Linked DNA regions of Mus musculus: all the other regions are linked to region 3. Evidence: chromatin contacts called from public Hi-C and promoter capture Hi-C data. All regions are on one chromosome and are shown on one strand. Each heading gives the region's core, a stretch centred on a gene start, on an enhancer-like site or on the middle of the called end of the contact. The rest is flanking DNA. Distances are from core to core; before and after follow the strand shown. Region 1 holds the start of Nek1 (NIMA (never in mitosis gene a)-related expressed kinase 1). Region 2 holds the start of Hpf1 (histone PARylation factor 1). Region 3 holds the start of Galnt7 (polypeptide N-acetylgalactosaminyltransferase 7). Region 4 holds the start of Spcs3 (signal peptidase complex subunit 3 homolog (S. cerevisiae)). Region 5 holds the start of Cbr4 (carbonyl reductase 4).

The links. Promoter capture Hi-C pulls out the DNA fragments that hold promoters and counts their contacts. A called contact is a pair of places that touch in the nucleus more often than the background predicts.
Region 1: a contact with region 3 is called in a Hi-C map of pre-B cells, with 6 times the contacts expected there. The contact joins the promoter of Nek1 here to the promoter of Galnt7 in region 3. A contact is called at or near these places in 1 of 39 promoter capture datasets (pre-B cells) and 1 of 484 Hi-C or Micro-C datasets (pre-B cells).
Region 2: a promoter capture Hi-C map of pre-B cells shows a contact between it and region 3. The contact joins the promoter of Hpf1 here to the promoter of Galnt7 in region 3. A contact is called at or near these places in 2 of 39 promoter capture datasets (the C10 cell line and pre-B cells).
Region 4: a promoter capture Hi-C map of pre-B cells shows a contact between it and region 3. The contact joins the promoter of Spcs3 here to the promoter of Galnt7 in region 3. A contact is called at or near these places in 2 of 39 promoter capture datasets (liver and pre-B cells) and 3 of 484 Hi-C or Micro-C datasets (CD4 T cells, CD8 T cells and regulatory T cells).
Region 5: a Hi-C map of B cells shows a contact between it and region 3, with 7 read pairs. The contact joins the promoter of Cbr4 here to the promoter of Galnt7 in region 3. A contact is called at or near these places in 1 of 39 promoter capture datasets (pre-B cells) and 1 of 484 Hi-C or Micro-C datasets (B cells).

What each region holds. Positions count from the first base shown.
Region 1 is chr8:60,990,790-60,995,539 of GRCm38.p6, reverse strand. Nek1 (NIMA (never in mitosis gene a)-related expressed kinase 1) reads right to left here and starts at 2,347. Exons shown (of 33, transcript NM_175089.4): 1 at 1,777-2,347.
Region 2 is chr8:60,888,899-60,893,083 of GRCm38.p6, reverse strand. It overlaps Hpf1 (histone PARylation factor 1), which reads right to left and starts at 2,656. Exons shown (of 8, transcript NM_028299.3): 1 at 2,548-2,656. The coding sequence starts at 2,595.
Region 3 is chr8:57,651,431-57,656,038 of GRCm38.p6, reverse strand. Galnt7 (polypeptide N-acetylgalactosaminyltransferase 7) reads left to right here and starts at 2,984. Exons shown (of 12, transcript NM_144731.4): 1 at 2,984-3,186. The coding sequence starts at 3,061. It overlaps AW046200 (expressed sequence AW046200), which reads right to left and starts at 4,286. Exons shown (of 4, transcript NR_040698.1): 1 at 4,052-4,286.
Region 4 is chr8:54,527,073-54,531,352 of GRCm38.p6, reverse strand. It overlaps Spcs3 (signal peptidase complex subunit 3 homolog (S. cerevisiae)), which reads left to right and starts at 1,355. Exons shown (of 5, transcript NM_029701.1): 1 at 1,355-1,590; 2 at 2,938-3,011. The coding sequence starts at 1,448.
Region 5 is chr8:61,485,027-61,489,143 of GRCm38.p6, reverse strand. It overlaps Cbr4 (carbonyl reductase 4), which reads right to left and starts at 1,410. Exons shown (of 5, transcript NM_145595.2): 1 at 1,154-1,410. The coding sequence starts at 1,295.

The sequences.
Region 1 (4,750 bases), core at 1,098-3,597, 3.3 Mb before region 3:
TAACCAAGTTTATATGGAGAGAGACCGTGTGTGTGTGTGTTTGTGTGTCTCTACACTAAGAAGACTTGTGGGAGCTTGTTCTTCCACCATGTAAGTAGGTCAAGGGGACTGAACTACGGTCATTCAGGCATCAGGCTTGGTGGCAAGTGTCTTTATCTGCTGGTCCATCTCAATGTCCCTATTTAAATTTTGAACAGGATGGGGTTACAGGTTGGAGGCAGAAGCATCTGCCTACTATTCACCAGGCATCCTTGAACAATTTTCCATTTCCAAACACTTCACCTTAACATTTAAATTCATGCTACTACAATATCTTGTTTCTTTTTAAGTATATCAACTATGCTCCAGAAAAATATTCCTCAATTCCAGTCAAATTAGATAGGTACCTTTCTAATTTTCTAAGAACTGTTTCAAGTAAGTAGTGCTTGATAAATAACATGAACCACATATTAAAAGTTTCAGAGTACAGGAATTTTAAACTGCATCTCCATCAGTTAGGAAAACACTGACAGAGATTAAGCATTAGCTCTTTCAGATATTTGATGGATAGGTTATTCCAAAGGGAAACATTAGGAATAGGTGAGGCCTACTTCTAACAGATGCCAAGAGGTCTTCTGGTACTGTCTGCAGGCAAAATCTATACACACGGTTCTTCCAAAACAATAGAGACAACCTGAATTGTAGAAAACGGTCAATGTGTTTTCCAAGAAAGGAAAATTCTCTATTTTTTTCATTATGAGGAATCTCTAGAAAAAAAATAAAGAATTGCTAATATTTTTTAAGTATGTGTTTTCTTCTTGGTAAATATATTTAGACAATACCCAAGGAGTTTATAGTAGAAACTATCAACAAGCAAAAAGAAACTTCCTCTGTTGAAAAGCTATCATGTCCACGATTCTAGAAGGGTAAAACCTACTTGGAATACAGTGCCAATGCATTAGTAACACGACCTCAAAAGAACTGTGGTTAAGTCCCACAGCCTTCATCAGATTTCTGACAGACTTTCTTTTTCAGTGTAAAAACCAGTTTCCCCACAAAATCTGTTACTCTGGTTTCACCAGAACAAGAGGCCATTTTAAATGTAGACCTCTAGATCCTAGAAACTAGAAACAAAGAACTGCTTCTTTTTCCATCTGGCTGCTGCCCATCACCTCCACTTACTGCAGCATAAGCAAAGCCCATCACCGTGAAAGCTCAGATGGACTAGGGCTTTTAAGCCTTCACAAACATTTCCGATGTGATTTATGTAGGCAGTAAAAATATTTCTGCTTCTAGGGAGATCTTACAGGGAAGAATAAAACATTGGGCAGGGTATATAACTCAGTGGCAGATCACCTGCCTAGCAAAAATGAGTTCCTGTCATCCAATCCCCAAGACCCCTTCCCAAAGTTACACTGAATTATTAAAGTGGCAAAACTTTTAATACTTTACACGTGGAAATTGTGTCAAACCATGGAAAGCTTTAGGGTAACCAGTTAACTGCTATTTTTCTCATTAAAATATACAGGCATCTAATCTAATCTATTTAAGTGACTTATCATCTACTTAGATTAGTTTATCGTCTCTTAAGAGAGCGTTATCTTTTTAGAATACCAAAGAATTGCCTTGAGCCATACACAAGTCCTCCCCATTAACAACTTAAGGAGAAGGTGCTTTAGGCGCAAACACTTAAGGCGAGTATCCATGCACTCCACAGATCTATACAGGTCTCCTCACTCCCGGTGAGTTCACCATTCTGCTTGTCTGCCTGTCACTGCTTTCCCACGCGCAACTCACCTCAATGACACGGGACCTGAGTCAGAATAACAGTGGCGACCATAAGCACCGGTCTAGTGGCGGCAGTGTCTTCCTATAGGACTTAAGGCAGAAGCACCACGATGCATTTTGGAAATGACATGCTGTAAGAGAAAGCAAGTCTGTCTACCCAGCAGCCGCTCACAGCCCAGGCTGCGACTCCTACACCGGGCACCGGTCTCTGGCTGACGCGTCAGACTTGCCACCGTCGGGTCAGGCACAGTACTCCGCGACCCGCCCTGGCTACGCGGACGAAACAAACACAGCGGTTCCTGACCCCTTGGAAACGGCGGCTGCACAGGGGGAGTTGCTGGGTACCGCCCCCAACTTCACAGGTCGAGGTGGCTTGGCCAGGCGCGGACCCGCAGCGTGTGGGACTGGGAGGCTACCTGTCGCCCAAGTCCTCCCGCCTCGTCACAGTGACTATGGATTCCGGGGTGAGGGCAACTGCACAGGCTCAAGGTAAGGACGCTGCACGTTGCCGCCCTGAAACCATAGAGCTACTGCTGAGGAGAGGGGAACGGCCCTCGCGTCACTGTCGCTGGCGTGTGACGTCAGCGCGCAGGAGCCGACTTGTGGCGCTGCAGGGGAGGAGCCGGGATCTGCGGGGGGCGGGGCCAGGCGAAGCGAACGGACTGTACGTGCGGGGCGGGGCTGGACTAAGAGTGATGGGGCGGGGCTCCGGGGAAGGGCGGGGTTACGGAATAGGAAAGCTAGTGGGACCCGGCTCTCAGCCAGCAGCTGAGCTAGCGGGGAGCGTGAAGGACCAGAGGCCGGCCTAGAGGAGAGAGAGGCTAGGGAGAGGGTGCAGTGAGTGGGGGGCCTGTGGTAGGTAAAAGCTAAAAAGGGCGGTTTGGGAGCGGAGCGTAGCAAGCCGGGGATGGGTAGGGCAGAATCGGGGACGGGGGAATGGGGCGGGGCATCGTCAAGGGGCGGGGCCATTGGAATATGTTTGGGCCAAAAGAGCTAGGAAGTACTGGGACTAGAGAAAGGACTGGGCAAGTGCATTGGTGCAAGCACCGGGGACTGGGGGCGGGGAGGTGGAGACTGGAGCAACTTCAAGAGTTAAAAACTCCAAGCACCAAAGGGAGAGCGTGAGGTACTCCAAGCTCAAAGGAGCATGTGAAAGACGGGTGTCGGTAGAATAAAGTAAAACCGGAAAGAATTAGGCTGAGTGAAGGCGGGAATTTCGCTCAGGAATCTGACTCAGACTGAAGAGAGCATATTAACAACTTTTTCCCACACGGTACACAGATAAGGTACTTTTAATTTGAGCGCTCATTACTTAACTGAGGATGCCAAATATTTACAAGTAATTTTTCTTTAAGTACAATGCCCTTTAAAAAGTTATTTTAAGGGATGGCTCAAACAGCTCATCTCTGAAGACAGAAGACCAGGGTTCTGGGACGCAAACCTTGGTCTGGTTAACTCACCTGTAACAACTTCAGGAGCATCTTCTGCAAGCACCGGGACCTGAACTTATGCACATATCCACAGTTACTTCGTGAACTTAAACGAAGCAGTTTTATCTTTAATTTTTAGAATACAAAGTTACATTACAGTGTCCTACACCTTTATGTTTACTGTATATACACTTTATACTGAAGGGACTGACGATGTACAGTAGACTAAAAATCATTCGATGCAGGAATTGAAACAGTTGAGAACAAGCCTGGTGTCATCCCGAGTAGCTCTACTCAGTGAGCTAGAGGATGGCACTCTAGAAGTCCATACTTGAGGCAGGAAGAGGATAGTGTCTTTGTATACAGCCATAGTTGCTGTCCACATTGTTCCATTCGTGTGAATGGAACACTACCGAGGCTGCATAGACCTTGCCTAAGATCTGTAGACAGTTGATTTCTCTTTTCCATCCTTTCCCCATCCCACACACCCAAATCGACTTTTCTAGGTTCAGGAGCTTATAATTCTTTCCAGCTTGGAAATGGACAGATTAAGGGCTTCTTTGCCAGATGGTGACACTGCAAGTTACCTAAGCTAGTACATTAAACAAATGTTGAGAGTCAGCTCTTGTTTGTTTGGTTTTTGTTTGTTTGTTTCTCTGTATAGTCCTGGCTGTCCTGGAAATCACTTTGTAGACCAGGCTGGCCTCGAACTCAGAAATCCGCCTGCGTCTGCCTCCAGAGTGCTGGGATTAAAGGCGTGCGCCACCACGCCCATCGTGATTCAGCTCTTCAATCTCCAGGAAACTACAAGAGACTTATTTCCCATATGTTTTTAATTCTAATCTTTAGCTCCATCCAACTCCACCTGGCAGGAATTTTTCTATGTACAACTCTAGTTCTGCCCACATAACCCTATCCAGCAAAGTGAGGGGGCATCACTGCGACCTGCTAATCTAAGCAAATACTTTTTTGCTGCTTGCGTAAAGAATGGCTACGCACTGATAAGTGGATATTAACCCAGAAACTTAGTATAGCGAGATATAAGGTACAATATGTAAAACATATGAAACTGAAGAAGAACAAAGACCAAAGTGTGGACACTTTGCTCATTCTTAGAATTGGAAACAATCACCCATGGAAGGAGTTACAGAGACAAAGTTTGGAGCTGAGACAAAAGGATGGTCCATCTAGAGACTGCGATATCCAGGGATCCATCCCATAATTAGCCTCCAAGCGATGACACCATTGCGTACACTAGCAAGCTTTTGTTGCAAGGACGGTGATATAGCTGTCCCTTGTGAGACTAGGCCGGGGCCTAGCAAACACAGAAGTGGATGCTCACAGTCAACTATTGGATGGATCACAGGGCCCCCAATGGAGGAGCTAGAGAAAGTATCCAAGGAGCTAAAGAGATCTGCAATCCTATCGGAGGAACAACATTATGAACTAACCAGTACCCCAGAGCTCTTGACTCTAGCTGCATATGTATCAAAAGATGACCTAGTCGGCCATCACTGGAAAGAGAGGCCCATTGGTCAGGCAAACGTTATATG
Region 2 (4,185 bases), core at 1,407-3,906, 3.2 Mb before region 3:
AAAGGACTTATCAGATAAAAGCTGTTTCTGTTAAGTACAAGGGCACACACCTGTCATGTTATTACCCAGCAACCATAGCACTTAAGAGGACTGCCTGAGCAAAGCCATCGTCGGATACATCTTTAAGAACAAACAAAACGAATGTACAATGGCACATATGCATGAGTAAGCCAGGATGAGACCAATTTCTTTGTATTCTAACCTAAAACATAAATAATGGGGGAAAAAAGCTGTTTTTTCAGGAACTCCAACCATAGTTAGGTCTGCACTACTTACCACAATCATTACTACCCTTCCACTTAAAACCAGATAACTTCCTTTTGACATTCCAAACAAAAAGAGAGGAGAGGTATGGTATAGTTAAGGATCAATATGGGAATATCCTCTGAGCTAAAAACCATGTCTTTCGGAAAAGGCTTTGTAATGCTAAGATTTGCATCTCTAGCACCCATGCAAATTAAAGGTTAAAGGATGCTATTGGAAACTGGCTCAGTGCTACCAAGGCAACTTGCTTACTTTGCGTATCTGTCTTGTTTTCTAAGTACAATCTCTTTCTTTCTGGGAACTTAGATCCTTGTGGTTCTGAATCCAGGCGAAACTCGGCACATTCTACCCGCAGCAGGACCAGCGGCACCTAGTGCTGCAGAGGCTAAGGGATACAGCTCAACGCCGCCCAGTGCGCGGGAGAGCTGCCCTCAGCAAGCCAGTGCCGCTAGAGTCGGCATTTCTCACCCAGGTGTTGATAACTACATGTTCTCAGGGGTCCAACCATATGTATTGGTAACTGTCATTCCAAGCCTACACACTGTATGTACAAGTCAGGCATCGGGTAAGAATTGTTTTTGACAGCACTGTCCTTAGGAGGTTGAAATGCCAGCCAACAGGAAAATAGATAGTTACAGGGCTTTCAAACACTGGGGAACAGTAACTAAATGAAAGAAAGAGAAGTACAGTTAGACAACATGGCTCAATCTTTGTATGATGTTCAATTAAGAAAACCCCCCAAGATTAGATAGATGTGTGGTGGTTTTAAACAGAATAGCACTTATAAATTTGAGTACACCAAGGAATGGCAGTACTGGGAAGGACTAGGAACTGTGGCCTTGGTGGAGGAAGTGTGTCACTAGGGGATAGATAAGACTTTGAGGTTTCAAAAAGCCCATTCCACGCCCAGAGTCTCTCCCTTCCTGCTGCCTTCCAGTCTAGATGTAGAACTCTCTGCTTCTCCTGCAGCATACCTGCCTGCCTGCTACCACGCTTCCAGCCGTGGTGATAGTGGACCGAACCTCTAAAACTGTAATCAAGCCCCAGCTAGGCACTTTTTTTTTTTTTTAATGGTCATGGTGTCTCTTCACAGCAGTAGAATACTGACTAAGACAAGATGTACCATAAAAGCTTTTTAAGGAAACAACAAACTCTACAAGAAGGCAAGGGTAACTCCAACTTCAGGGTGATAGCCACAGTGACTAGAAGCGGCAGGAAATGCTTAGGCAAAAAGGAAAAGGCACCCAAATGGGTAGATGCAGAACTGTGGGAGTGGTTTTACATACAACGTATTTGGTCACATTGTCCCCTTCCCTAACTCCACATGACTTCAGGGACTGAATTCAAGTCATCAGTACTATTACTCTCTACGTCATCAAGCTGGACTTTGTTTAAGACAGGTCTATTGTAACCCAGGCTGGTCTTGAACTTGTAATGTAACTGAGGAGGACACTGAACTTTTGGTCTTATTGCTTCTGCCTGACAAGGCTGTTCTCTTTAAACCACATTTTTAACTTGGTGTTGTGAGAAAACACAACACAACGAGAATAATACCTATGTTCGCCATCCACTGGCCGTTAAGCCTTAGCAATCGCCTCACCCTACCCAGTTTAAAACATAGCTGGTGTCACTTTTGTTAAACGTTCGTTTCCCTGCTTAACTTCTCCCATTAGCTACTGTATGCTTAAGGAACCCATGAAATCATGTAAGAGTCCAGACTGGCCAATCTATCACTCATCTGAGAACCCGTATCCCTTACACTTCCAGGTCAGGCTACCAAAGTAGCCGGGCAGTGGTGGTTCGTGTCCTGGAGGCAGAGGCAAGAGGGTCTCTGTGATTTGGAGGCTACATATTGAGTTCTGATCTACATATCAAGTTCCAGGACAGCCGGGGCTACAACATAGAGACTGTCTTAAACAAAAGTCTTTAATAACTCCAGGGCTTGTTAATTCCAGCATTTTCTTTTACACACCTGCGTTAACCCCAAGCAAAAAAAAAAACGAAAGGTGAAATGTTTGTTCGCGTGTGCCTCGCCGCCCTGGCAGCTCCTCCAGTTTCCATCAGCTGGTTAGTAAGTGAATGAGTGAGTGAGTGAGTGAGTGAGTGAGTGAGTGAGTGAATGAATGAATGAATGAATGGTCCGTCCGCTGGCTGCAGAGCTTCGTGGGAACTGGGCTGGCGCTGGAAAGGAACGACTTCCCCGGGCCATTGCCCCGCAGGGCGGCCCTCGGCTCCTCCACGGCCCATAGCGTCCCCATACCCAGCGCATCCCGCCTCGCCTACCTGCGGTCCCGCCCCGGCCGTCCGGCGCTTCCCGCCACCGCCAACCATCCCGCAGCCGCAGCGAGCGAGCCAAGGCCCGCGCTCCTGCCGCTTCCGAGCGCCCGCTAGTGCTTCCGGGTTCAAAAGCCGCCAATCCGAGCTGCCGCTTAGCCACTCAGAGGCGCCAATTTAGAGACCAGGCTCCGCCCCCTGAGACGGAGGAGGACGCAAGGCCCGGTCCGCAGACCTGGGGTGGCCCCGCCCCCCCGAACGCAAGCACCGCCCCCTGAGCTACATCCGGGGCCCCGCCCATTGCCTAGCGCCAGCGTGCGCTAGAACCTAGACTATATGACTATTGAATTTGGGTTCTTAAGGAGCGATAAACTTCGTCCTCATATGCTCAAGAGAGATAGCTTTAAGATGCTGCCTCACTTCAGCCTTTTCGTTTTCTTTGTTTCTACTCATTTAAAGAATTAATTTTTTGCACTCCATCCCTTTCTCTCTTTTTTTTTTTTTTTTTTTTTTTTTTCCGAGACAGGGTTTCTCTGTGTAGTCCTGGCTGTCCTGACTCAGAAATCCGCCTGCCTCTGCCTCCCGAGTGCTGGGATTAAAGGCGTGCACCACCACCGCCCGGCTTCCCTTTCCCTTCCTATTGCACTATTGTCTAACACTAAGTAAACCTATCTTTTCTCTTTTCTTTACCTCCCTCCATTTCCTTCCCTTTATCTTCACATCCTCTCTCTCTCTCTTTCTCTCTCTCTCTCTCTCTCTCTCTCTCTCTCTCTCTCTCTTCTCATTTCTCTGTTCTTCATTCCTAATACAATTCGTTTTTTGTTTTTGTTTTTACAAATCTTGGCTATGCTTAGTGTAAGCCCTGTACCACGAGCAGCTGCAGCACCCCGAGCCAGTTTAAAAAGGCACACTGTCAGGCTCTACCCAGAGCTTAAAAATCAGAATCTGACTCTCAGGAAGAACACAGTTTGGAAGACACACTCCTCCACCACCTTCCCCTTCTCTTCCTTATTCACAATTTGTATACTCTCATTTTGTGGAACATATCCTTGGTTTTAAACTTATTTTATTTTTAGTTATATGAGTGTAGATTTGTAGATTTGTGTGTGTGTGTGTGTGTGTGTGTGTGTGTGTGTGTGTGTGAGCGCGTGTCCCACAGATGGCAAAAAAAAGGCATCGGATTCTCTGGAGATAGAGTTATAAGTGGCAGTGAGCCACTCGACGTGGGTGTCCTGCAAGGGCAGTGTATTACTCTTCACCACTGAGCCTTCTCCTCCGGTTTTGAGGAGCACTTCAAACCAGGGGCACAGCTGCTCCCTTGCTGTAACTGGGGCGGGAGTGAAAGAGAAAATAAAAGACCTAAAGGTCGCACTCCCTCCATCCTCCTCCTACCCCACTCATGTACTCATCTGGTACATGTTTCACACCAGCTGAAAGAATTTCAGCACACCTAACAATACTTGAAAAGACTGTGATAATATAGGCTAAAGTCTTTAGAGAGCTGTTTGAAACAAGAGTGTGGAAAACAGCCAATAACCCATACTTGGGATTAGAATGTTTGTTTCCATATGACCTTTCATACTAACCTTTATCTCATTCACAATCCTAACCAGTGCACCTCTTAAACTACTTTATAATCTCATTTAC
Region 3 (4,608 bases), core at 1,735-4,234:
GATTGAGTACAGCACAGGATTTTTTTATTATGCTTATGATAGGAACAGTAATCTACTGTTAGGGGGACTATCCGGATTTAGATTGAAACTGTGACTCTTTTAGCTTGAGTAGCCACGGTAGACTATCAACAAAGTAGGTGGCAAACAATAGCTTACCAACTGATAGTACTACTGTAAAACAGTCGCCGATCTAATGGAATAAACCCTTCAATGTTTTGTTCTCCGAAGGCAGCCTCTAGGTAGAGAACAATCAGAGGTGAAGTGCTCCTAAGCCCTCTTCTAAGCTTTATTCCCCCTTTGTATTTTTAGTCCAACTATTTCCAGTGTTCCACCAAAAATATTAAAGCCTTCCTACACATCTGACACAGGAATACAACAAACTCCATAGACAAGTCTCCAATGTCATGTAACTTTTTATTCGCAAGTGGAATTAAGCAGTCACAACAAAGTGGTAATTCTTAGGGAGGAGAGGGAGTAGAAGGTGGGGTTCCTGGCCAATATCTTGGTGTACAGGAACAGGTTAGAGTCTAGAAAAGGCTTTTGTAACTGACAATAAAGTTTAATGTTAAGGTGTCAGAAGATACTGCAGGTTTGAAAAGGAGATCTCTGTAGAAAGGCCTGCAGGCGAGCACTGACATTTAGAAATAGTTCCCCTAGCTTGGGTACAGTATGAGGAGGCTAAGATGCCCTGGAGAGTGTAGCCCCAAAGCAGGCACAGTTCCGTGTGTGTGTGTGTGTGTGTGTGTGTGTGTGTGTGTGTGTGTGTGTGTGTGTGTAGGTCCTCTTTAGCAGAGTTCATGTGGGTGATGATTTTTTAAACATCACCAAACCCTTAAAAGGTTCTGACCTGTGGAATCCTGAAAACATTTTAGAGTAAACACAAGATGATTATACTGTTTGGCAAAGACAGTGCATGTGTTGGCAAGATGAGAAAACCTCTGAATTCAAAGAACATCGGACACCAATCTCAGGCGGTAGAAAGCTTAGACGACAGGCGTGAACCACTGGGTACATACTGTCTGCTCAGAAGTTTTATTCCTTTGCAATGAGTCTCCAGCTGGCCTCAGAGGCAAAGGCAACCCTGTCACCATTCACATGTGACCTCATAACCTGTCAGAGACTACTGCTTCTCTTCTTCATATCTCCCCTCCCATTAGGTGCAACTCTTTACTCTCTTCAGGGACCACTAACCCAAGGATCAACAAGTCGGAAACAGCTCAGAGTGGCAATCTCTACATGCAGTAATAGCTGCGGCGTTCACAAGAATTATACCCATAATCACCAAGACTTACCCTATTCGTATTATCTGTGCTTTATTTTATTATCTGCATGTGCACTTGGCCTCAATTATCTCTTTTGGCAATACTATGAAGTATTATAATCATGATTTTGGCAGATAAGGGCCCTAGGCTCAGAGAGGCTAAGTGTGACTTTTTCCTGACCCAATCATTTAACATAGCTTCTCATTTTCTAAAGAGTTCTCTACAAAGGCTAACTGCCAACAAGTGTGGCGAAAATCGTATATTTTAAGGTATACTTTCAGTTTCACTTAAACAATGTTAAGAACTCAGAGGAACACCGGCTTTTACAACCGAATACCTGGTTATCATTTTCTAACTTTTTGGCCTTGCATATTTCAAGTTGTGGTGGCAAGGTCATCTTAGACTACTAACAGCAGTTGGGTGAGCTCCCATCACTTCAGCGATGAGGGCTACTTCCCAGCTATGCTCATAATCACAGTCAGTTTTCCATCTTCTCAATAGTGGACAACCATATCTGAATAACAATGCATATACTGTTGATCACTAGGGGAGACTTAACCAAGTTTCACTTGTTTCGAAAGCAAAATACATGCAGATAAGGCAATATTAGGATTAAAAAGGTCAATTTACGCCATCCTTAAACCTGCTACCGAAAAGCATTTGTTCAACAAATTGAGTAGTTTAGGGGTATGGCACACACTGCAGACTGTGATTTAAAGTGATTGACATCTTTGGCACAATGTACAAGGGAGAGGCGTGTAGCTAAACATTTGCCAATATCCTTTCCTGGAAAAGTCAGTTGTGAGAGAAGCAACGATGCATGTACGGAACGTTTTAAAAGCCCGAAATCCACTTTCCCCAGAGTAGGAACTTGCAAGTCCATTAACAGGGACCGTAGTGAGAATTAGCTAGTCGACTTGGCTTTCTAATTAGCCCAAGAGAGAAGGCAATACTGCCTTTCCAAGTGAGTCCTCTTTTAGTTCTGTGGTGTTTGCACATCTCACCTGGGCCTTTCGATTACAAATCCACCTCCTTAAGGAGCCCTGTGAAAAAACAAGATTAAAAAAAAAAAAAACAGCTATAAATCAGCCACGTGGAGTTACTGCTGCAGCAGCGGTGGCTGACTTCCTGGTTTCCTTCCTGCAAGCCTCTGGCTGGGGAGATTGAGCAGTGGGCGTCGGGAAGGGCAGGGCAGCCTAGGGCGTCTGCAGGTCCACCTGAGGGGCACCGGGCGGCAGCATCCTGGCAGGGCACGGGCGTCAAGGACAGAGTTTTGGTCCCTAATTACAATAAAAGTTTGGGGATCTGCAAGCTTTAGGAAGCGGAGCCTTAGGGCAAAGGCTAAGACCAGACCTGGGGGAAAGTGTTAAGTTAGTTCCAAGGTTACTAGGGACTCGCGGGTGGTGGGGGGTGGGTTCTCGCGGTCGCGGGTGGAGGAAGGGGGTACTGCGGAGCTAGAGCGGGCAGGTAGAGAGAAGGGAAGCCTGGAAAGCTACACACGCCGGCCGGTCGGAGCTCTGCGGAGGCCGGCGGAGGGGAGGGGGTGCGGCAGAGCAGTGCAGAGGCAGGCGCGGGGAGGGGGCGGAGGGGCGAGCCAGGGGAAGGTAAAGCCGAGGGGAGTTCCGGATCTGGTGCTGGAGAGGGCAGGCGGTGGGGAGGGCGGCGGGCGTAGTGATCCGGGGGGGGGGGGGGGGGGAAGGAGGAGGAGGAGGAGGAGGGCCGGGGGAGGGGGAAGGAGGGAGGGGAGAGCGGTGGCGGCGGCTGCGCCGGGCTGTGTGTCTCTCGCCGCCGGAGGAAGATGAGGCTGAAGATCGGGTTCATCTTACGCAGTTTGCTGGTGGTGGGAAGCTTCCTGGGGCTCGTGGTCCTCTGGTCTTCCCTGTCCTCGCGGCCCGACGACCAGAGCCCACTGAGCAGGATGAGGGTGAGTGACCCGCCTGGCCCCCTCCGGCAGAGGCGACCTGCAACTTGTTTTTTTGCGCGCGCGCGTGAGTGTGTGTGTGTGTGTGTGTGTGTGTGTATGTGGCGGGAGCAAGGGGCGGCGGGGTCGCGGCCGCGTGGGCGCCGCAGCTCCGCAGGTGGCGCTGGCCCGGCGCCGGCCGATCGGGGGCGCCTAGCCCTACGCCGCGGGTACCCCTCGGCCGCCGCCGGCCCGCCCCCTGGCCGCCCCTTCCTCCCGCGCGTCCCCGCCCCGGGTTCAGCGCCGTCACCCGCGCTACTGCTGCTGCTGCCGCTACCGCGGCCGCCGCGGCGGCCGTGGTGGCGGCTATAGGCGGCCGCTCCAACGCCGGGACTGCCGGGGCGGAATCGCAGGACAGAGTCGGCTCCCCGGAGCCGAGGCTGCTCGGCGTCCGACTCGGGGCTACGACCCCCGCGCTGGCGGCAGGCGGGCGCGGGGTTGGTCCGAGCTGCGGCCTGTGGCGCGTGCAGGCCTGAAGGAGGCGAGATGCCGGCGCCGCCGCCGTGGTCCGGTGGAGCAGGCCCCGCGGTCCAGCCTCTCCTGTGGTCCCCGCCCAGTCCGGGTGCTCGCCGCGGGGGCGCCCCTAGCCTGTCCGCCTCGGGCTCCAGCCCACGGCGCCGCCTCTCCGCAACTCCCGTGGCCGGGAGCCGGGTGCAACGTGTAGCTGAGGCCTCGCCCCGCACCCCTTGTCCCTTCGATTCCCGGACAGGGGAGAGACACGTCCCCACCCGGATCGGCGTCCCTGCACCGGGGCGCCTGGGAGCCCCGGTCGCCCGCTGTGCTCCCTCGTCCTGCGGATCCGGAGCGGGCTCCAGTCCCCCGGCCCTACCTGGGCTGCTCCGGCCGAGGACCTAACTTGTGCCGGCTCCTGGCCGCCCCTCGCTGCCTGTTCCATCAGCCTGACGCCGAGAGGCGCGCTCCGCTGGGACGCATCCGTCTGCCGCCCTCGGCGCCGGCGTTAGTCTTGACAGTCCCGGCTTTGAGGGTTTAGTCAGGCTTCTCGGAACTTTAGTTACCGGGATCCGGCCACTGCGCTACGCTCGCCCCGGCAGTTGGCGGCGCGAACTGCTTCGCACCTCCCCAGCTTAACCCCCACCCCCTCAGCTTGGTGAACCGTTACACCCCCTGCTCCCCCGGAGTTCCTCATCCCCGAGCCCTCCAAGCCCCACAACCTCGAGTCCAGGTTAGACTCAGAAGAAGTGGGAGACACTAGGAGTTCTGGACACAGACGCTGAGCAGCCGTGGGAGGAGTCTCTTAAGAAAGTGCCTTCTGCAAAATCAGCGTTGCAGCTACATAATCTACTTTATTAATTTTACTTTTGGAAAGTTAGCGTCAGGAAGTTGAGGGGAAAAGCTTGTGACGACCTTCCAAGAGTAGGGCTCTTC
Region 4 (4,280 bases), core at 106-2,605, 3.1 Mb after region 3:
GTGTCTTTTTATCCAGGAACTGAATGATCAAAGGTGGGGTTAAGACCCCAATTGAGATTAAATATCTCCACAGCATCCAACAGGCCATTACTTTCCCAGGTACACTTCAGTCTTTTGTTTCACAGGTACTTCTTTACCTACTGGGAACAGATTATTGGGTGTGTCTTACATATACCTCTAAGTGTTCAGTATATTTCATAGCATGTATCCTGGCACTCATCATCTGTAACAAGAGGCATCCTTTCTCTAAGTTACTCTATAGTAATAATACTAGGTAGTGTGTGGGTTGATTTGTTCTGTCTCACCACATACATGGCTTCCTCATTTTGTCTCTAGCACTATGTAGCATCCCTCAGTATTTATACCTGTTTTATAATTTAAGCTGCTGCTTTGATTTTGATAACTTTACTCAGTTATAAACCTCAGTAGGGTTTATACAAAGTGATCAATATACTTTTGTGTCTCACTTGCAGCACAGTAACTATTTATTAAAACCTTCCTTCACTGAATACAGTGTGGCTACCCGAGAGATTGAATAACCAAGGTTTTAAACACATCTAAAGACCACTCTGACTATAACTGCTACATATTTCATTTATTGGCTCTATTCTATTTGAGCCAGGGTCTATTCTGTTACACTCTCCATTCGAGGCCTAGAATATGCACTAGGCAATTCTTAATGATCCTGCCTGTATGCTGTATGAAAATTAATTGCATGGTAATGACTGAGAGGAGTTTAATCAATATCAGTTTCTCATTAACACCGTTTCATGGTTTACAGCAGCTGTTGTACAACAACCTATTTTGGATAAGTGGAAATATTTGGGATTGTGGTATAAAACACGTAACTTAAGTAGAGGTTCGGTTCTCTGTTGAAAGCAAAGCAACAGGGATTTGACTAATTGTCTAGTGCGAAGGCTGCATACCAACACTGGTGTCCCTGACTGCTATTTAGGTGCCTGATTGATTTCATTTTTCCTCCTTTCCAAAAATGTCCAACTTTACCAGCTTTGATAGAGGTGAGCTGGGACCACGCGTTTTGAAAAGTGACTACCACAGAACAGTTAAGGGGCCGCTGTCCCTATAAACTTAACTGAAGGTCAACTCGCAAAATGCTACTTCCCTACCAAGCCACAGAGGCCATGGAACAACTGAGCAGTGGAGGAGGCGGGTCTCCCCCCACACCCCCGTGGCAAAGCCCAACCCCCGTGCTCTTTGATGATTGGCGGATTCACTGAAAGCACCGCCTTCCGGCGCGTGCACGGCCGCCCAGTGGGTGGGACCCAGAGGGTGTGGGAGCGTGCGCGCTCCCGTCGGAGGACCGGAAAGGGGGCGGGGCGGGACGTGCGCACCCGATGCGCGGGTGGGCGGGGACTGGTCGGCCGCGGGAAGCAGAGCCTGAAGTGCGAGTGTGGGAGCCGGGGCCCGGGAGGGAAAGGTCGCCACGATGAACACCGTCCTGTCGCGCGCGAACTCCCTGTTCGCCTTCTCGCTGAGCGTGATGGCGGCGCTCACCTTCGGCTGCTTCATCACCACCGCCTTCAAAGACAGGAGCGTCCCAGTGCGGCTGCACGTCTCGCGGATCATGCTGTGAGTGCGGCCGGCCGGCCGGCCCCGCCCGGGGCTGTGTGCGCGGTCCCCGAGGGCTTCGCCGCGGGCCGTCCACTCCGCGGACGCGCGTCCCGGGGCCCTCAGACCCCAGCCCTGCGCGGTCGTCTCCCGAGTGGCCTGGGTCAGCGCTCCCCTTCCTTCCTGTTCTGCACGTCCCTCACCCACCCGGGCCAATGAGGGAGCAACACAACAGCACACCCACACCCGCGCTTCCGCCCGGCGCCTCCCCGCCTGCAAGCGCGCGTGGGGACCTCAGCCAGTCCCCAGTCCCCCCTGGCCTGGGTGTCCATCCAGGCGCCTCGGTGGGTGGCTCTGGTGTCACGTCCAGCCCCAGTTGGTTCTCTTTGACAGTCCCTGAAGACGTCTGTCTGTCCCTCGTGGACACACTACTTGGCAGCTGCTGCCTTGAAGTTAGGATGTGCAGGATGCACAGGGGCGGTTTAAACATCCCAGTTTCTTGTTATTTTTAACGTCATTCTTTAGCCAGCAACCTGAATAAGTCTTAGGAGACATTAAAAATAGAATTTCGAAATGACTGTTCTTTTCCCGTACTGCCTGTTTTATTTATAGCATTTCCCTCCATTTTTCTGGCACTTTTATCTTTCACGCAGTGGTTTTAATTCCTGTATGCTCTGTGTGAACTGTCCTCTACAATCTGCCCGTTCTTTTAGCCTTGGTTTACTAATTTGTTTGTCAGAATCACCAGTAAGTGTCTCCTCTTACTACTGCTGCTGCTTTTGATTTTTCATTTTTATCCCCAACACTTTTTGTTAGGTACTATTGGTGATTTAAATAGACGTAGCTTAGATACCGGCCCTGCCATCACCTTCTGTGGTGACCTAGATAAACTTGAAACATATTAAACATTGTGATCTTAAACAGGTTTCTTGCAGTCGCAGGTGTTAACATTTGTTGTAAGTGAAGAAAGTCACTGGAAGGATTGTTGTATGGATTTCAGATAATTGTGGAAAGTGCATGTTGGCTCTGACATATGGCATGTGCTTATAATCAGGTGCTGCGTTCCAGATTATCTTGTGGCCTGCTCCGCATAAAGTATTTGTGTTTCCGTTTTTCTTTTTAGTTTTATTTTTTTCTCTTCCCTTGTGTTCTCTCAGGGCTCCTCGTTAGGCAGATGAAAACCACTGACTGCCTTCTCTTGTATTGAATTATAATATTTATTTTCAGACAAAAGCTTACTCTTAAGTTTACGATTTCGCTGTTAAACTTGGGTGTGACTTCTGCACACAAGGAGCCCTTCCTGTTTCAAGTTGTGTACGTTTAGTGTGATACTGTGAGGGATGGTAAAACTTTTATCTTTACTTCTAGAAAAAATGTAGAAGACTTCACGGGCCCTAGAGAAAGAAGTGACCTGGGATTCATCACATTTGATATAACAGCTGATATCCTTCAAGAAAGCCTGGCATTGCCTTTTCTGTACATTTGAAATGAGATGCGAGTGTAGGAGAAGGGGAAGAGGGAGTATGACTCCACCCCAGCCTGGGAGTCATGTGCGTATATCTTAAGTCTTCGTTTAAACAGCAAGTTGAAGGTAGGAAAGAAAAGATACAGTTAAATCATTTTGGTTAGAGAAGGAAAAACTCGCCAGAGCTCAGCCTGCCCAGAAATAGCCTGTTTTCAATCTCAAATAATCTCTCATCTCTTAGGAGAGAAAACAAACAAACACCTCCTATGTTTCAAAGGACGTTGCATCTGCAGTGGTTTGTTCAGAGGGCCACTGATGACAACTTATGTCAGCGTTTTATCACCTGTCTGTCTGGTCAGATGGAGCCTAATGAAGCTTCTTTGATCAGCCAGGATGAGTTATTTTCTCTTTATCTTGTGTCTCTGTCTTCACCAGATTGACGTCTCGGCAACCTTAGTCTCCTTTAGGGCCACAGGTTGTAATCCTGGCAGTGTATCATCATCATTATTATTATTAATCATTGGTTAAGGAGACTGTTGTATAAAGCAGCTGACCAAAGCATATGTCTGACTGGTTTACCAGCTGTTCTTCCTTAAACTATTTGCAGTTTTTAATTAAGCAAATTATTGGATTCAGGTATAAAGTAGGAATTAGTTTAAAATGTTCCTTTTGTGGAAATACAGATGCCATCAGAAAAATCTTAAAAATTTGTGTTTAAATTTTCATGCCCTTTTAAAATCTTAGATGAGAAGGATCTTAGGCAGAGATGGAAGTAGTATTTTGTATTCTAGAAAACCACATTAAGCCACTGGGAGTGTAACTCATTGGGTAGAGTTCTTGCCTAGTGTGCATCTACGAGTCCTGATTTCTATCCCCAGCACTGCATAAAACTGGCTTGTGGGGCATGCCTATAACCCCAGCACTCCAAAGGAAGGGGCCAGATTTGAGATTGGAAACTCCTTATTGTGTTTATACACTATCAGTCTTATAGTTTGTTCAGGATTTTCTTAATATCTCCTCATATTTGAAATTGTCCTTTTCGTTTGTAAAGAACTGCTGTAGACGTCTCTATTCTGAACAATAACTGGTAGTGGGTATACTTTAAAATTAGAGTGTGATAAGCCTATCAATATGTACATACATATACAATTAATAATTTATAGATAATATTTAATAGAAATTCTCATGTTAGCTCTTCTCAGTGTGGCTTAGTATTGTAATCTCTTCTAGTAGTACCTCTCCAAGA
Region 5 (4,117 bases), core at 161-2,660, 3.8 Mb before region 3:
GGCTCCATAGAACTCCCTGATCCCTATCACCAAACTCACGAAGTCACTGATGGGCTTGGGGAAGCAACCCTGACTTCAAAGTAAACATATTCCCTATCTGATAAGCTACCATATTAATATATATGCTCCTCAATTTATGATAGGGATACATCAAGATGAACCAACTATATGATGGAGAGCCGAAGAACAGGTAACTAGTACCACAGGGCAAGGTGGAGTATCTAGCAAACTGGAAGCAATGCTGACTGGCTAGGTGTTGAGGCTCGTGTTCACACCCAAGGTGAACAGATGTGTTCCCCTGTGTTCCCAGCACGGAGGAGGCAGAGACCAGCTCCTGATCCAAGGGAAACCTAGGCTGCGTAGTGAGACCCTATGTCCGAGAAAGCTGGATACCACACCGCAGGTTCAGAGTGTACTCTGTACTAAAGACATCACCGTCCCATCACAGTAAGGAGATCTCAGCAACTGGGAAGCTGAGACACGAGATCCACAAGTTCAAAGCCAGTGTGAGTTACATATCAAGGCTATTTCCACATAAGTAAAGAAATATAGTCGGCACCAGACACTCTTAGACCTACAAGATACCCAATGCTTTCCTGATAGTGACATGTATTTTTCTCCATTCTTCAAGTTGTCTTCTCCAAACGAGACTTAAACTTGCAATGCAATGACTAATCCGTTAATAACCTGGGGTTGGGGGGGGGGGGGCTGGAATAGGAATACAATCAAAGGGCCTGGGAAAACAAATTAGTAACTTACTAAAGTCATTGATGGGCTTGGAGAAGCAACCCTGACTTATCAAGAGTTTCTCTTTGAAATACTGTCGGGTGCCTTCGCAAAGGGCAAGAGCTCTCAGCAAAATGCAATCTAGCCATTTGTATCTGACTTCTCTACTTTCAGTATAATCGCGTCCATTCTCTCCTCCCAGAGGCCAGAGCAAGGCAGCTCTCAATATCAGCACTGGCCGCGGGGAAGGCAACTACTTGTCAGGGGTCCTTAGAATCTGCCTGGAGTAGGCGAGAGCCCCTGTGAGTGTTTGGTCATGGGGCACGAGCGATCTGGGGCGCAAACCCGGGTACATGGGCAGGGCCCGTGGACTGGAACTCAAGGACTTGCACCTTGGTCGCACGGCGAGGACACTTCCGGTACATACCGCCGAGCTCGCCGGCGGTGACTTTGGCCACTTCCAGGTTTCTGGAGACGATCGCCAGACGGTAACCCTTCTGGGCCATTAGCTGGGCTACCGCCCTGCCGATCCCCCGGGAGCCTCCAAAAACCGCACAGACTTTGTCCATCTTGGACCGCGGACCAGCAAGATGGATCCCTGAGACTCAGAACTTGTAATAAAAGACACAGCTACTGACAAAACCAGTATGCTCTCCTTTCAACAGACAACCCAGGCCACAAAACAAGGCGCGAGGATTAGACGTCAGTGCACACGGACTCTTCGAGGGTTGCATTGCATTCTGGGACTTGTAGTCCTTACTCTCTTGCACTTGTGAGCATTTTAGTAACTGCTGCTGGATGCCTATTCCCAAGCCTGGTTAGTTCTATGAGGGTAAATGTCCTGTCAAAGAGCACAAGCCGTGTGTGGTGGCTCAGGCCTGTTCACTCATCACTGTTCAAGGCCAGCCTGGTCTAGAGAGTGAGATCTTGTCTCAAAGACAGCAACAAAGAAAGAACACTGTGTAGAGGGATTCAATAAATGCTTGTACTCCTCTTTTTGAGGAAAAGACCTGCTATGTTACCCAGGCTGGCCTCAGATTCTCTATGATTCTCCTCCCTCAGCCTCCACAGAGCTGCTGGCATCTACAGGTATGGGCCTCCACGCTCTTCGACTGATCAGAATAGAGTAAAGATTAAAGAGCAAGCTTAGGTCATTATTGGCAATATTGGGTTCCTATACTCCTAAATAAGATATCCTGAGTGCTTTTTTTTTTTTTTTTAAGAAAAAGTTAGCTGGGCATGGTGGTGCATGCTTTTAATCCCACACTAAGGAGGCAGAGGCAGGTAAATCTCTTGAGTTGAAGACCAGATTGGTCTAGAGTTCCAGGACAGCCAGGGCTGCACAGAGAACTCTGTCTCAACCATGCCTCCCAAATAAACAGATAATAAATAAATAAATAAATAAATAAATAAATAAATAAATAAATGGCATGATTTGTTAGCATTCTAGTGTAAAGAGAACATTTCTTGACAGAATATTAGTGTACTAAATAAAAAAGTAGACCATAGTCCCTATTGGAGGTAGGGAGAATTCTGGAGCAACAGGACTAACTCACATAAAACTCTAATGGGCTAAATTGTTTATTAAAGTACAAAGTTGTATTAACACCAGAAATCAAAAGGCCAGTGAGGACTGAAGGCACAGCAAGCTGGCAAAGCCGGGTCTGAGTATTGATTTCTAAATTGGGGAGGGGTGGGGACCTACCAGAAAAGTTGCACATTAATTTTAAAGTTTTTCTTTTTCTTTTTTTTTTACCTTAAAGAGAATACTATATAGTTTATTAAGCAAAACATGAATGACCAGATTTATGTTGCTACAAATCCCATGTTCCAATGTTTTATGAAGTTTTTCATTGTAATAAAACAAAGCCATACATATTTTTAACCCATCAAGTCTAGCTAGTGGTGTGAGTGTGTGTGTGTGTGTGTGTGTGTGTGTGTTCCACTGGGTATTGGAGACAATCTTCAAATATGTTGGTTGTCAGAGAAGAAAGGTAAATACCAACTCAACTAAACACCCCTAGATCTACAATGACAATCTGCCCTGAATGTGACATGCCCATGCAATAGTTGTTGGTTACATAAACAATGTTTATGCAAAAACCATGACTGGATTTAAGGCCCACCCCATGAAGCTAAGCCTGTCAATACTTGGTGACCAAAAACCTGAGACTAAATAGGCCTAGGGGAAGTACCTACGACAAATATCACTGTCCTGATGAAGTAATGTAGCAATAAAAAAGACTCCAAATGACATTCTGCTATTTCCCTTGGTCAATGTCATACTCAGCCCTCACCGGAGAAGCTTCCTCTTCCAGTATACGGGAACTAACAGAGAGCCACACCTGGACAGTGTGCAGAGAGTTAGAGGTTGGGATACTCACTATATGTTCTAAATGGGATATCTTCATTAAACCCGTCTGCTCAGGGTTCAGGGATCTATAACAAAGATGTGGAAATAGTGTAAGAGCCAGAGGGGAAGAAAGACACTAAGGAGAAAGTGTCTTCTAGACGCCAGGATTGATGTAGATATCAACTCAGAAACTGTAGTAGCATGCACAGAGCCTACACAGGTCCAAGCCAAATGGGTCCAAGCAAGAGGGAGAAGTGGACATGGATTTCCAGCCTTAACCCAGAAGCTGCCTCCTATTAATAACTGCTTGCAAAGGAAAATTAGTTTGCTCCAGCAGACTTTCATTGAATATACAAACTACACTAAAGGGTAAGGCCAAGGCCAGCAGTAAACTGCTGACACCAAAGAAACTCACTGGTATGTTTGGAATTTTTTTTTGTCTCATCTTGCCCCATTTGAACAATTTTTTTAAACCTTACTACTCTTTTGCTTGTATATTGCGGTTTCTAATTTGGGGTTTCTAAATTTCCTTGTATGTTTCTCTATGTTTCTTGTGGGGTTTTTTTGTTTGTTTGTTTTTTGTCTGTTTGTTTTTCTTTTTTTTATAGAACATGATTTTAATATTTTCAACTCTTAATATTCAACAAACAGAATAATTATTTTAAGATATATTTCATTGTTATGTCTCCATTTTATGATTTTATTAATTTGGATATTGTCTCCCTGCCCTCTGGTTAGTCTGGCTAAGGCTTTATCTTGTTGATTTTCTCATAAAGAGCCAGTTCCTGGTTTTGTTGATTCTTTGGATAGTTTTTTTTTGTTTGTTTGTTTGTTTCTATTTGGTTGATTTCAGCCCTGAGTTTGATTGTTTCCTGTCATCTACTCCTCTTGAGTATATTTGCTTCTCTTTGTTCTAGAACTTTCAGGTATGCTGTCAAGCTGCTAGTGTATGCTCTCTCCAGTTTCTTTTTGGAGGTACGTAGAGCTATGAGTTTTCCCTTTAGTATGGCTTCCACTGTGTCCCATAAGTTTTGGTAT